Linked DNA regions of Mus musculus: all the other regions are linked to region 2. Evidence: chromatin contacts called from public ChIA-PET, HiChIP or PLAC-seq and promoter capture Hi-C data. All regions are on one chromosome and are shown on one strand. Each heading gives the region's core, a stretch centred on a gene start, on an enhancer-like site or on the middle of the called end of the contact. The rest is flanking DNA. Distances are from core to core; before and after follow the strand shown.

Region 1 (3,432 bases), core at 341-2,840, 470 kb before region 2:
AACATACACAAAAATAATTTTAACTTGGGAGGCATAGGCAAGTGGATCTTTGTGAATTTGAGGCTAGCCTGGTCTACATAAAGAGTTCCAGGGCAGCCAGGGCTACGTAGAAAGACTTTGTCTCACCACCACCACCACCACCACCACTACCACCACCACCACCACCATCATCATCGTCATTTTCGTCATATTTTTATTGATTCTTTGTGAGCTTTACATCATGCACCCTGATCCTGCTCATCTGCCACTGCGACCTCCCCCACCAAAGGAAAGGAAGCTCACTGTGGAAGCTCTGGTGTGCCACACAGTATGCCCTTTTGCCCAAACAGCTTTGCTTGCAAATGTTCATTGCAATGAGTTATGGGGTCTGGTTAAAGGCTTCTGGCTTCTACTACAGTATAAATACTGGATCCTCATCAGGACTCTCCAATATCCTGTTGTTGCCCTGTGTCTTGGAGATCCTGTGGCTTTGGATCTGTATGACCGGTCCCTTCATGCACTTGAGCAGTTTATAGGTGGTGTGTAGTTTGGGTGTCATGGCTGTGAAGAGAAACCATGACCAAGGCAACTTTTACAAAGGAAAACATTTAATTGGGGCTGGCTTTCTGAGGATCAGTCTATTCCATTACATCATGTCGGGGAGCATGGCAGCATCTAGGCAGACATGGTGCTGGAGGAGTCAAGAGTTCTACATCTTGATCTGAAGACTCACTTCTACAAGCACTCAGGGGAGGCTCTCTGTTGGGGATTGGTTCTAATGCTTTGTCTTAATTAAGCTCCCAACATCACACAGGAACCATGTCTAGACGCTGAGGGTCCCTGTCCTCAATTGGTTTTTGATTGAACAATAAATATCCAGAGGCCAATGGCTGGGCAGAGGGACAGAGGCAGGATTTTTAAGGTTTCCAGGGAAGAAACACCCAGGAGAGAAGAAGGGATTCCTCCATGAGAGGGGCAAAGGAAGGGCCATGCCACGAAGGAGCAGAAGGGTAAGAGGACGGAAGTGTAGGTGCAAAGGGAAAGCGGTCCCATAGGAGGGCAGCCCAGAAGGAAACAGGGCAGCAAAGATAAAATATAGGTTCAGAAAATGTTAACTCAGGAATATTAGAGAGGAGTGTGTGCTAGCTGTGGGGAGGTTTGGAAGTGCCCAACCACTGAGCAAGTTAAGGCTTATTAAATATAAAGGGTGTGTGTGTGTGTGTGTGTGTGTGTCTTTTCAGTCTCAAATCCAGAGCTCTTGAGCAGGTGCAGAGCCGTGCGTGTACCTCCTGAGAGCACAGTGAGGTTTAACAGTTTACCAACTATAGCTCTCTTTCTCCACTGGGCGGAGCTTGAGCACTAGGAGCCCTCAAAGCCCGCCTACACAGTGACACACTTCACCTATTCCAACAAGGCCACATCTCCTAAGAGTGACACTTCCCAGAGCCAAGCATATTCAGATCACTGCAGACGGTGTAGATGTTGGTGTGGGCCAACTCAAAGCACTGATCTGGGCCTGGGTGGTAGCTGAGTTGGTCAGCAGTCCTGTTTTCCTGAGCCTGGGCCACTAGGGCCACCTCCTCCTCTTTGCTGAGGCAAGGGGCGGGGCCAGCTTTCCTGCCTGAGGCCAGCTTTCCTGCCTGGGGCAGCTGGTAAGGGGTAGACTGCCTCTTCTTCACTCCGGCCATGAGGAAAAGCTTCCAGATGCCTCCACCAACAAGGTCAGCTCTACCTGGATGCCAGGGCGAGGTGCATGGCCTGCTCTCACTATCGAAATAATGATACTTTTATTGTAGAGATCCCCAACTTATCACATGCTGAAAGCTTCTAGAAAGAGGACCTAGGTTTGGGATCTGGATAAACAGAGTCAGAGAATATAAGCCCAAGGGGAGGTATTAGCCTTCCGCCCTACCCCCGCTTGCCTGAAGCAACTGCTTCGTGTGCACAGAGCAGCCTCTCAAGAACAACCTATACCAACTATGTCTCTTAGCCTCATTCCAAGAGCACACACATTAAGCTGTACTTAAATTTCTCTTAACTTTTAAAAGTGCTTTTGCCCAATACCCTGGTTTGAGTTGTTAAATAGAATGTAAGCAGTGACAGTCTGAAGTTTATAAAATGTTGGACTATGTTAGAATCACAGGGTAGGTTGGACTCTCCCCCCTGACACACATCCTGCTGACATTAGCATGACATAAGAAATGTTGCTGGGGTCTCAGTTCCAAGTGTTCTTTTTCCTTCTTTCTTTCTTCCTTTCTTTCTTCCTTCCTTCCTTCCTTCCTTCCTTCCTTCCTTTCTTTCTTTCTTTCTTTCTTTCTTTCTTTCTTTCTTTCTTTCTTTCTTTCTTTCTTTCTTTCTTTCTTTCTTTCTGGGGTGTTTTTGTTGTTTTTGTTTGTTTGTTTGTTTCAAGACAGGGTTTCTCTGTGTAGCCCAAGCTGTCCTGGAACTCACTTTGTAGAACAGGCTGGCCTCGAACTCAGAAATCTTCCTGCCTCTGCCTCCCAAGTGCTGGGATTAAAGGCGTGCGCCACCACCGCCCGGCTCTTATTTCTTATTATCAGGCCATCTCCCCCATTCCTTTTACAGGGAAAGCTGACGGCGAGGACACCAGTATGATGGTCTGGAATGGCCAGTGTGACCATGGCTGTGAGATGTTTTGGCAGAAGTCAGCAAAGAAAGCAAAAGAGGCTGACAAAGGAAAGACTTCAGGTGAAAACAAGAGGGGCCCAAGTATGGAAGGCCTGCCCAAAGCTGATGTCTTTTTAACCAGTTACAGCCAAGGCAGGCCTGTGAGGAAAGGAAGCCTCCTGCTTAAGAAATCTTGATTCTGAATGTGGCTAATTCAATGCAAGGTGTTGAAAGATCCTCGCAGAATGTAAAAGGACACAGAAGCCCTGAAATTGGCAAGATAGACGTCAGTGTTAGCAGAACTAGCTTCACTGATTTAGAAAAATAGAGGTGCACAATGCTCTGGCCACTCCTTGAACCTGTGTGTCTGCCAATGTTCTGACCAGGTGTGTGCCCATTGCTGCACCTTCATTAGACTCTTTCCTTGTACCCCTCCCATACCCATTTCTTGAGAATAGACATTGTTTAGATCTGGAAATCCCCTAATCTCCCCCTTCTCCTTTCCCCCCTGAGGGCCTATAAAAACTGGGAACTCTTTTCTCTCGAGGTCGACTCCTCTGCCCCTGCGTGGGATATGAGTCGTCCCCAGAGCTCTGGCTTTCCCCGAATAAAGCCTCATGTGGTTTGCAACAAGCTCGGTCTGTCGTGAGTTCTTGGGTGTCCGCTATTGTCCTGAGGCCTGAGCGAGGGGCTCCTCTCGGAGTCTTTCAGTGTTAGTTTTGATCTTGTTCTGGTTATGTCAAGACGAAAAAGACAAAGTGGAGTCACTGACCAGACGTATTAGTGTTCCTCTTGCTTTAGAAATCAGTAAGGTTGCTGGACTTA
Region 2 (3,280 bases), core at 546-3,045:
CTGACAAGCTTCCTGGAAGTTATTATCACTATGGAGCCTTTGTTAGGAATCTTTTTTCAGCTGATTTTTGCACAAGGAGTCTTTGTGGGCACAATGGCTTCCTCACTGGTTATTTCCCTACTATTTTTTCACACCAATATTTGTATCACAGAGTAGGATTCATTCCTTTCAAAAGATCTAAGTGAAAAAGGTTCCAGAATGTGTTAACTGGTCATGCAAGTTCCATTTCTCCCCTTCCTTTCAAACACCCTATACGGGACAGCTCCACCCAAGGCTTCCATATATGGCTGTAGCCACACCAACCCATCCTCATTAACAACCGGGGACCTACTCCTGCCTCACTAACCATACCTCAGCAAATACCCACCACCAGAACAAGCCAAACAAAACTAAATAGATAAACACAACTAAGCTCCTTCCCTTACATTCACACTTCACTTCCAAGTTGTAAAGTTTAAAAAGTTGAATGAAGAAATAAAGAGGAACACCATCATCTGAAATCATCTTTTTTGAAAGCACTTTCAAGCTAGCCTTCAATGATTCTAATTGTCATCCACTTCTTTAACCTATTACTAATAAACAATACGCCTCCCGTTGGGGGCATAATCAGACTGTCCCAGGGGACCCAGCGCCTGCATTAATGAAGCATGTCTGAACAATCCTAAACCCATTATTAATCTCAGGCCACTGGAGCTCTAGGTCAAACACACCTTGACACTACACCCCATTTCAAAGACTTTCACGGTCTAGAGTTCTGTACCTTCTGATCACCTGCCAACTTTCTAGTGGCCCATTTCAGAAAAGGGAGGGAGGGGCGCTCAACTGTCCCGTTACCAAGGTAACTGAAAACCGTCTGACTGCCCAGCCCCCAGAAGACGGTTTTGTTTGTTTGTTTAGGGATTTTGTATTTTGTTTTAGTCTTTTTGTTTTTTACCTTCAAGTCTTTCTTAGTAACGTCGGTGTGGGAAACAGCTCGAATGGTCCCCGACAGCCAGGGCCACTCGGCAACGCGCTCCAAGTCCCAGTTGTCCTGGCCGCCTTCGTTGCCTTCGGCTGCGGACAGACTGAGGAATCGCTTCCCCACCAATACTGGCCAACTTTCTCCGAGCGTGAGCACCATGGTTTCCACGCCAGCAGGAAGGGCTCCTCCCTGCAGAAGGCACAAAAACAAAATGCGATGGGGGGCGGCCGAGGTCGGAGGCGGCCCGAAGAGACGAAGCGCCGACAGGGACCGGTGGAGTGACACCCCCGCAGGTGGACTCCGCGCCCCAAGCTGCCACCCGCGCCTCCCCAACCCCCCAGCACTCCCCCCCGCAAACACCCCCCCGAGTGCCGCGTGACCCTCTCGCCCCAACAACTTTCGCTTTTTCCAAACCTTTCAAAGCTGGACACTGAGAGAGAGAAGGGAGGACTGAGCCGCGGCGCCAGTGCTTTTGCCTAAGTGTTCGTCCCCTCGCCCTGTTAAAGAAAAGGCTCCCTCTTAGTGCCTAGGGCCCGTCTCAGCGACCGATCCCCGCCCCGAGCGGCCTCGGAGCCGCCGTGGACTCGCTCGCGACTCGACACTTGCCGCGCCCCCGCCCCCCGCTTCCGGGCCGCCGACTCGGGCGCACCCCCGCCCGTCCTGAGCCTTGAACCGAGAAGACGCGGCGACCGCCCGCGCGGGTCCTTCACCCTTCTCCCTCTGTCTCCCGCAGCCGAGGCCCGCGGAGCGCTTACCCCGCCTCCCGCCTCCCTGAGTCACCCACGACGGCGGCAACAGAGCCCAGCCGCCCAGCCGACTCTAGCTCTGACTTGGTTCAAGAGCTCTCTCTCACAAGACACGCACAGCCTCCCGGACCCGCCCCCTCGGAGCCGCTGCCACCGATGATTGGTTGAGTCGCGGGGGATAGGCGGGGCAGCCTAGGAAATTCTACGTTCCTATTGGTTATGCTGAAGAGGGCGGGGTGAGGAAAAAAAACAATTCCTTGGCTGCCTCCTCCCTTCCCCCCGCTCTCAGCAACGACTCGAAGCCGATCCCCCATTAAAGCGCGCAGAACGCGGTCGGTAGATCCCTCCGCCGCAGCTCCATTCTTCCATTTGTTGCCTCGCGCTATGCAAAAAAGTCCCGCCGAATCGGTTATCGACTTTGAGGCCAGAAAGAAAATCGCACAGGCTCACAGATAAGACTGAATGGGGAGACCCAGGATCATGAGCGCCTATTGGATTGCACTTGAAGCGCGTAGGCTGTCGAGCGAAGACCGACCTTCCACCAGGCGGAAGAATCTCACGGGAAAGGGGCGGGGGCGGTGCACAGCCTGCGGGGGAGGGACAGCACTGGGACGTGCGGTTTCAGGCGTACGCAGTTAGAGGGGGAGGAGCGACTAGGCTCTGGGGGCTCCTGCGCACGCGCCAGAAGGGGCGGACTCTTGGAGCTTGGGCTGATGGGTGAAATGGCCGCTGGAGGCGCAGGCGCACGTGGTACTGATCATGACTGTCTAGGTCCGCCATTTTGAAGGATAAATGAAGAAAGGCATTGAGTTGCTGGAAAACGATGTTCATTAAATCTAGAGGCAAACCATCTATTCAAAACTATGTGGGATGTAGGTTTTTTAAAAAGAAAATGTAAAGTGGATATAAGATTTTTGAAACAACAAAGAAATTGAGAAAGTAGATGGAGTTGATGATAAAAGTGATAATGAAAGAGGTGACTTTGAAAGACAAAGGAGAGAAAAGATGGTTTTATGGTTTGGACCAGAGGATTCTTGGTTGAATCAAAAAATGAAATGAATAACTGAAGACTTCTTTATGAAGCCTGGTGCTTAATCTAACATCACACTTAATCTTTATTATAAAATGAATGGAAATTTAGTTTTAATAGTGTGAAAATGAGAATTCAGAAAAAATTCAAAATGTATAAGGGAATGCTATACAATGCAAATTAGTACCAGATGTTTATTTTGAAAAATATTTGGTTTGAATGTATGACAACAGAATGTTAAAGATTAAATAATGCTGAAGTTGAATTAAACTGAATTGGATTTATTATATTCAAACCATTAAGAGGTGGGAAATGGAATGAAGGAACCTATCCACTTCATCAAAAGGCAGAAATGGAAACAAGAAAAACAAAAGGAAGAAGAAGAAATTATGGTTAAAAATAAAATGACAGGAATAAGTCCATTTATATTTACAATAAATATAAATGGGTTAATTTTATAAATAAACATGGAGAGGTACTTAGTATTTAAAAAAATTTTTTTGGCATAAGAAAAGTACAGCATAAGAAACTTGAAACTATTAG
Region 3 (3,466 bases), core at 158-2,657, 330 kb before region 2:
CTTCCAGAGGTCCTGAGTTCAGTTCCCAACAACCACATGGTGGCTCACAACCACTTGTTATAGAATTCGATGCCCTCTTGTGGTGTGTCTGAAGACAACTACAGTGTACTCATATGCATTAAATAAATAAATAAACCGAGAGAGAGAGAGAGAGAGAGAGAGAGAGAGAGAGAGAGAGAGAGAGAAGCCAAAGAAATGAGAGGTAACTGTCAGATCCTTTTGGTGGGTTATTCATTCATGGTAATGATGATTCTTGCATCACTTAATCATTTGAAAAACTGAAATGATCAAATATTTACCAATCAGCTAATTTTCCATTGTTCTGTCCCCACCTTAGAAGGTAGAGCCTTTGAAACAGCCTGGTCCAGACTTGCTTTTGTTTCTGATTGCTTTGGTCCTTCTCTGTCTAGAAAGCTGGTCTCCTTAGCTCAGCTCTTAGGAAGACTGATTCTGTTTTATGAACTGTACTCTTGCCCTATTCTAGAATAGAAAAGAAACCAGCTAAGATCTTTAGACTAGTGCAGGCATAGTGATGCATGTCTGTAATCCCAGCACTTGGGAGGAACAGGCAGGAGGATCATGAGTTCAAAGTCACCCGCAGACATGTAGTCAGTTGAAGGACAGCCTAGGATGCATGAGATGGTCTCAAAGGAAAAACGAATCTTAATTTATTATTTTTCTTTTCCCATTGTGTGTGTGTATGTATGTGTGTATGTATGTATGTATGTTTGTGTGTATACATGTGTGTGTGTCTGCACACACATCCATGTGTTTGGGCACAGATTGAGGCATATGCATGTGGAAGTCTGAGGCTAATATCAGGAGTCATCTTGGATTATTCATTCACATTATTCATTGAGACAGGGAGTCTCAATCAAACCCAGAGCTCACTGATGTAGCTAGTCTTGCTAGCCAGATTACTCTCCAATGAGATCAGATCCCATGTCTCCATGACTATTCTGGCATTGAAGGTGAACAGTCACACCCACTAGGCATTATACACAGTCAGAGGATCTGAACTCTGGTCCACACATGCATGAGGCAAGTGTTTTAAAGACTGAGCCACCTCCCCAGTACTCCACTAAAACCTTCAAATTATTGTAACGCTGTACAAATTGTCCAATTTTTCTTAGTGCCTTTTTATTATTTGTCTATCCCACAAAGACTGTATACTCCCTGTAGACAGGAATGGCACTGCCTGGAATGTATGGGGCCTGGAATAGCAGAACACGTGCCCCATAACCACACGTGCTGCCACGCATGGGGTAGAACACAGAATGCTACACAGTGAGCCAATGTCCAGAGCAGGTGCAGGTTTCTGTCTCACAAACAGGCACAGGGCACGATACAGCTGCTGCTCAAACAAGGGTGTGGATGGTGGTTAGCGGCTAACATCCTCTCTCCTTGCTAGGTTAGAGCAAAGAGCTAAGACCGACGGCAAAGCAGAGATGAAGGCATATAGCACAGCACAAAGTCTTTCAGAACATGAGTTGATTTTAGATCAACCGCTCAGAGTATTTCGAACTGTGAGAAATAACCTCATACACACATTACATATGTATTATTACTGTGGATGTTTTGCTATATAGATAGAAATTATGTTGCTAGAGATGGATGGCATTGGTGTGGAAAGGGAGATAAATGGAGATGATGTAACTCAGATAGATACATTTTCTACACTACCACCTGCAACACAGATATCTCCTTCCCTCTTGTCCTGCACATGTGTGGAGAAGGAAAGATCAAACTGGATGGTAGAGTTTATGTAAAACACATCCAGGGGACAGATTTGTGCTGGAATATGTACACAATAAATGCAAAAAATGTTTGGTGAATAAGAATGGAGAGGTGGCTCAGCAGCCAAGAGCACTGGCTCATCTTGCAGAGGACTCTGGGTCTGTTCTCTTTTCTTTTTTAAAGATGTATTTCTCTCTTATTACATGTAAGTACACTGTAGCTGTCTTCAGACCCTCCAGAAGAAGGCATCAGATCTCATTATGGATGGTTGTGAGCCACCATGTGGTTGCTGGGATTTGAACTCAGAAGCAGTCGGTGCTCTTTACTGCTTCAGCCCAGGACTCTGGGTCTGTTTCCTAGAACCCACATGGTGACTCAAAACTGTCTGCAAGTCCAGTTCCACGGGAACTAACACCTTCTTCTTAACTCTGAGAGCACTGCTCACACTGTGTGTATTCTTCCATATGCTTGCTCTACTATTCAACTAGGATCCAGCCCTGGCCAAGATTGTTAGAATGCTTCAATGTGACTGAAAGGGGGTGGACGAGATATTCAACAGGCAAAGACCCTTAAAACACACACACACACACACACACACACACACACACACACACACCACACACAGAGAGAGAGAGAGAGAGAGAGAGAGGATCTTATTTGAATATTTCCTTTCTCTCTTATTTATTTATTTATTTATTTATTTTTATTGCATTATCTGTTTATTTGTGTGAGTTTGTATGTGGCACATGTGGAGGTCAGAAGACAACTTCTAGCTTATAGGTTCCAGGGATTAGATTCAGGCAATCCAGTTTAGTAGCAAGCATCTCTACCCACTGAGCTATCTTGTCAGATCTCTCTCTCTCTCTCTCTCTCTCTCTCTCTCTCTCTCTCTTTCTCTCTCCCTCCCTCCCTCCCACCTCCCTCCCTCTCTTCTTTCTTCTGAAACGGGTCCCACCATGTAGCTCAGACTGGCTTGAAACTTGTAAAAATCCCTGTCTCAACCTCCTGAATGTTGGGATCGAAGGTTAAGTTACCATGTCTGGCTGAATAATTTGTTTTAATAAGAGGTTTACTCTAGGACCATGATGTGAGCTGATAAAAGGATGTAGATTTCCTTGTATAAAATTTAAAAGGTTTTTGAAACAGGATCTTGTGTGTCCTTGAACAGAAGATCCCCCTGTCTCAGCTTGAATCACAGGTATATGCCACTGTACCCAGGTGCAAATAATTTTTTTTTTAAAAAATCTGTATATTTGCTTTTTTGGTGTTTATTTATCCATCTGGATTCATTTTTCTTTTTCTTTTTGTAAGATTTATTGATTTTATGTATGTGAGTACACTACAGCTGTACAGATGGTTGTGAACCTTCATGTGGTTGCTGGGAATTGAATTTTTAGGACCTCTGCTCTCTCATCAAAGCCGCTCTCTCCTGTCGGTCCCACTCACTCAGTCCCTGATTGTTCTGCCCCAAGATTTATTTATTATTATACATAAGTACACTGTAGCTGACTTCAGACGCGCCAGAAGAGGGCGTCAGAGCTCATTATGGGTGGTTGTGAGCCACCATATGGTTGCTAGGACTTGAACTCAGGACCTTCAGAAGAGCAGTCAGTGCTCTTAACCACTGAGCCATCTCGCCAGCCCTGGATTCATTTTTCTGGGGGCAATGACCATGTTCATTTCAGAAGTTAGCATGATGCTGAGACCAGAAAGATGAATTTGAAAACAG
Region 4 (3,147 bases), core at 608-3,107, 490 kb after region 2:
CTGTTGAGGACACAGGGTAGCATACTCTACTCTCTTTAACTACTTCATGCTGAAATTAAGATGTTGTCCTCAGATTCAGGAAATGGAGCATTCATTAGAAGCATCTGGTGAGCTGACCCAGCTGGAGAGACAGGGAGCAATCCGAATCAGCTGGCTTGGTCCATGTCAGCTTTCGGCAAGTCCAGGGCTCCAAGCCATCTGGATCAGTCTGTAGTCTGCAGCTGATTCCTGGGTGGTGCCTGTCATCTGAAATCTGTCTCAGTGGAAATCTGCTGAGACAGATACAAGCTAGGGACAGAAGTTAAAGTTTAAGGAAAATCTTACACGTGGAACTTTTAGGCCTATAGTCCTGGTAATTGGGAAGGAGAGAGTCTCAAGACAGAGATAGGGGAAGCAGGGAGAGAGGGAGAGAAGGAGAGAGAGAGACCTCGTCCTCAGGGATAGGTGTGGGGACTTAGGTGGTTCTTATCTGGAGTCCTTTTGACCTGTGGGAGGTGGATTCAAGTCTTAGGACTCAGACTCCCTGAGCTTACAGGATTTTTTAGTCTACTTAAAGAGAGAAAAGTTTTAGATATATAAGCATTGTCACTGTGTGTAATCTGTAGTGATCTACATTGTGGGAAAAGCAGCAAGCAGGTGTCTGTAAGACAGCTGGAGTAGAATCCCACCTTTGAATCAGCAAAAGCTATGGCTTCAGGTTAAAAAAGATGAACATTTATTTCTCCTCTGTCCAGTGGGATGGACATATAGATTTGACAGAGACAATTTTAGCCAGTGAGAAGCACCGTTAAGTCTATACTTAGAAGACAACCAAATAAAATTTAAACTCTTTTCCTTGTGACTATAATAACAATCAGTGCTCTACCATCTGTCAGAATTCCACTGATCAGTGTTAAAACTCTGAACTTTTGAAATCTTAGTATAACAAGAACAGAGAGGTAAAGAAATATGAAACTCCCATTTTTCATATACCTTAAATCATTCTCTTAAACCTTTACAACGAACGCCATAAGTCACTTTCTTAGATCCTCTGAACTTAAGCCTTCACGTTCTCAGACCTCTCTGCACCTTAGAACACTATCTTAGACCCTCAGAACTTACATAGACTTTAAACCGTTTATCCATCTAGTCATTTACTAGAGGCACAAATGGTTTTTGCTGAGAGCAGCCATTGCAAAGCAAGTGCTTTGAGTAAAAGAACAGTAAATAGCTACATCAGAAACCTGTTTGTCCTTTAATATGAAGCCTGTTGGCAAGGAAACCCCATCTACCTTTCTCAACTGGAGACTTAGTAGCTTTAGAAACAGCAAGGCCTAGTTTTTACATATGATGTGAACTATCTAGGCAGCTGCAGCCTTGCAGGGAGGAGCCCGTTGCCTGCTGCCGTTAAACTGACAGAGCTACAGTTAGCCTAGCCATCAATGCCAGCAGAGATCCGAGAAGGATACATTGTAGCAGAAAGTATCCAAATGGCTTATGTTCTGATTAAAATGACAGAGACTTACTCATTATCGAGATGATCACCCTAGGCTCTGTGGCTACGATGGCTTGGGGGGAGGTGGAGGTCTCAGGCCAGCATTGGTCTTCAGTCACCAGGCCCAGAAGATCTGAGAGAATTTTATGTGGAGGACAGGTGAGGAACTTTGTGGGGACTGACCTTACCCTGTGGTTCTTTCAATGGACTTGAGTTCTGTTCCCAACTGACCTTACTTTGACCAGGCAAGAGTACAGCAATCAACTCAACAGTGGCCGGGTTTGATGGCAGACGAGGCATGAGGCAGTTATGCCCAGTGGTTAAGGTTACCAGAATCCAGATGAAGGTGTCATGTTTAGAAGCCTTCATCTGGCTTCTACTACTAGGAGCTGGGGTCTCTGTCATGGTAAGCTCTTTTACATTAAACATTCTAAATTCCAAATTCAGCAGACCTTTAGAAAGTCTTAAGGACCAATATCTATTAAGTATATACAAAGTAATAAACTTTGCTTGCTTTTAGTTACTTGCTTTAGGCTTAACCTTGAAAAGTAAATAGCCAGGGGGTGCCGCCTTTAATCCCGGCACTCGGGAGACAGAGGCAGGCAGATTTCTGAGTTCCAGGACAGCCAGGGCTATACAGAGAAACCTGTCTCAAAAAACCAAAAAACCAAAAAACAAAAAAAAAAGTAAATAAAGCTTATTTCTATAATTAATGATATTAGCACTCAGCATGACTACAAGTGAGGTTCTGAACACATTATGGAATTTGATCATTTACTCTGTGACTGTTAACTTGCATGTCTTAACTATGGCTTAGCAGCTTTTATAAGACTAGGATTTTACAGCTTTATTTTTGTGAAGTTTGAATTAAAAAAAAACAATCATTTCTGAAGGAACTGAAGCTCTTTGGTATCAAAATAAAACTGTAACTCATAAACACAGTCCACATAGATACTGGGAACTTTGCTGAGCCTTTTACAGTGTACCACTATAGAATATTAGTTTCTTATATTACTCAGATTATCACAATAGCTAAAGCCTAACGAAGTTAGCCAAGACGAGGAAGGGAGACATACATTCCCAAGCCAGCCTCTTCCAGCCTGAGCCGGCCTTAGGTAAGGAGAGACATCCATCCAGTTCTTAGTCAGATTCTTCAGGTCGTTGTCTTGTTGCTCCAAAAGAGAGGAATACTTAAGGTTTTGGTGTTTAGCGTTTGGTGCTCATAGCTGTGGCCCTAATTTTTTAGCCTCTTATCTATTTTTTAAGGCCAGATATTAATAATATAAAACATTCTATAAATTTAAAGTATCCCATAGCCTTATACATTTAAATATTTTAAAAGCTGTTCTTTTAAAAATATCCACTTTTCTAATTTTAAAATATCTGTAAAACTCCAAAATTTTCTCTTAAAGAAGCTTTAAAATCTCTCAATTGTGTGCTCCTATAACAGTAAATAATAATAATAATAATAACAAAGTACCTTTTTTTATTTGAAGAGGGGGAAAAACCCAGAGCAAAACCATAATCTGAACAAGACAAAGCCGAGCTCCAACAGTACCGACAACTCAGTGCTCAGTACCTGGGATTCACTCACCGTCCTCTGGGATTCCCAGTGGGGCCTGGGTCACCTCTGTGGCCCTGTCCTCAGCATTATACCCAGCCTGCCTTCCAGG

The links. Promoter capture Hi-C pulls out the DNA fragments that hold promoters and counts their contacts. ChIA-PET counts read pairs in DNA pulled down with a chosen protein or histone mark. HiChIP or PLAC-seq counts read pairs in DNA pulled down with a chosen protein or histone mark.
Region 1: an H3K27ac HiChIP or PLAC-seq map of T-cell acute lymphoblastic leukemia shows a contact between it and region 2, with 4 times the contacts expected there. The contact joins the enhancer-like site here to the promoter of Kdm3a in region 2. A contact is called at or near these places in 2 of 39 promoter capture datasets (embryonic stem cells and hippocampal neurons), 4 of 484 Hi-C or Micro-C datasets (CD8 T cells, cerebral cortex and liver), 15 of 115 datasets of contacts at active chromatin or transcription factors (the 230-238 cell line, the SCID.adh cell line, T-cell acute lymphoblastic leukemia and 9 more) and 1 of 9 other capture datasets (embryonic stem cells).
Region 3: a contact with region 2 is called in an RNA polymerase II ChIA-PET map of memory CD8 T cells, with 36 read pairs. The contact joins the enhancer-like site here to the promoter of Kdm3a in region 2. A contact is called at or near these places in 5 of 39 promoter capture datasets (cranial neural crest, embryonic stem cells, hippocampal neurons and 1 more), 1 of 484 Hi-C or Micro-C datasets (the N1E-115 cell line), 13 of 115 datasets of contacts at active chromatin or transcription factors (the 230-238 cell line, CD8 T cells, T-cell acute lymphoblastic leukemia and 5 more) and 1 of 9 other capture datasets (macrophages).
Region 4: a contact with region 2 is called in a promoter capture Hi-C map of neutrophils, with 4 times the contacts expected there. The contact joins the promoter of 4933431G14Rik here to the promoter of Kdm3a in region 2. A contact is called at or near these places in 4 of 39 promoter capture datasets (cranial neural crest, hippocampal neurons, neutrophils and 1 more) and 1 of 9 other capture datasets (pancreatic islet).

The regions. Positions count from the first base shown.
Region 1 is chr6:71,163,146-71,166,577 of GRCm38.p6, forward strand. No RefSeq gene overlaps it. Among named protein-coding and RNA genes, the nearest start is that of Gm38827, 11 kb to the left of the region's middle. Within about 2 kb of position 1,591, at least 18 of the 459 cell types and tissues checked have an H3K27ac peak or open chromatin away from gene starts, as enhancers often do. A contact at or near this core is called in the SCID.adh cell line and T-cell acute lymphoblastic leukemia, where this site is marked.
Region 2 is chr6:71,631,122-71,634,401 of GRCm38.p6, forward strand. It overlaps Kdm3a (lysine (K)-specific demethylase 3A), which reads right to left and starts at 1,796. Exons shown (of 27, transcript NM_001038695.3): 1 at 1,717-1,796; 2 at 1,376-1,458; 3 at 935-1,150. The coding sequence starts at 1,120.
Region 3 is chr6:71,306,369-71,309,834 of GRCm38.p6, forward strand. No RefSeq gene overlaps it. Among named protein-coding and RNA genes, the nearest start is that of Gm1070, 14 kb to the left of the region's middle. Within about 2 kb of position 1,408, at least 20 of the 459 cell types and tissues checked have an H3K27ac peak or open chromatin away from gene starts, as enhancers often do. A contact at or near this core is called in CD8 T cells and memory CD8 T cells, where this site is marked.
Region 4 is chr6:72,121,340-72,124,486 of GRCm38.p6, forward strand. 4933431G14Rik (RIKEN cDNA 4933431G14 gene) reads right to left here and starts at 1,858. Exons shown (of 3, transcript NR_045165.1): 1 at 1,706-1,858; 2 at 1,506-1,607; 3 at 1-288. All of the region lies in intron 1 of St3gal5 (ST3 beta-galactoside alpha-2,3-sialyltransferase 5), which reads left to right.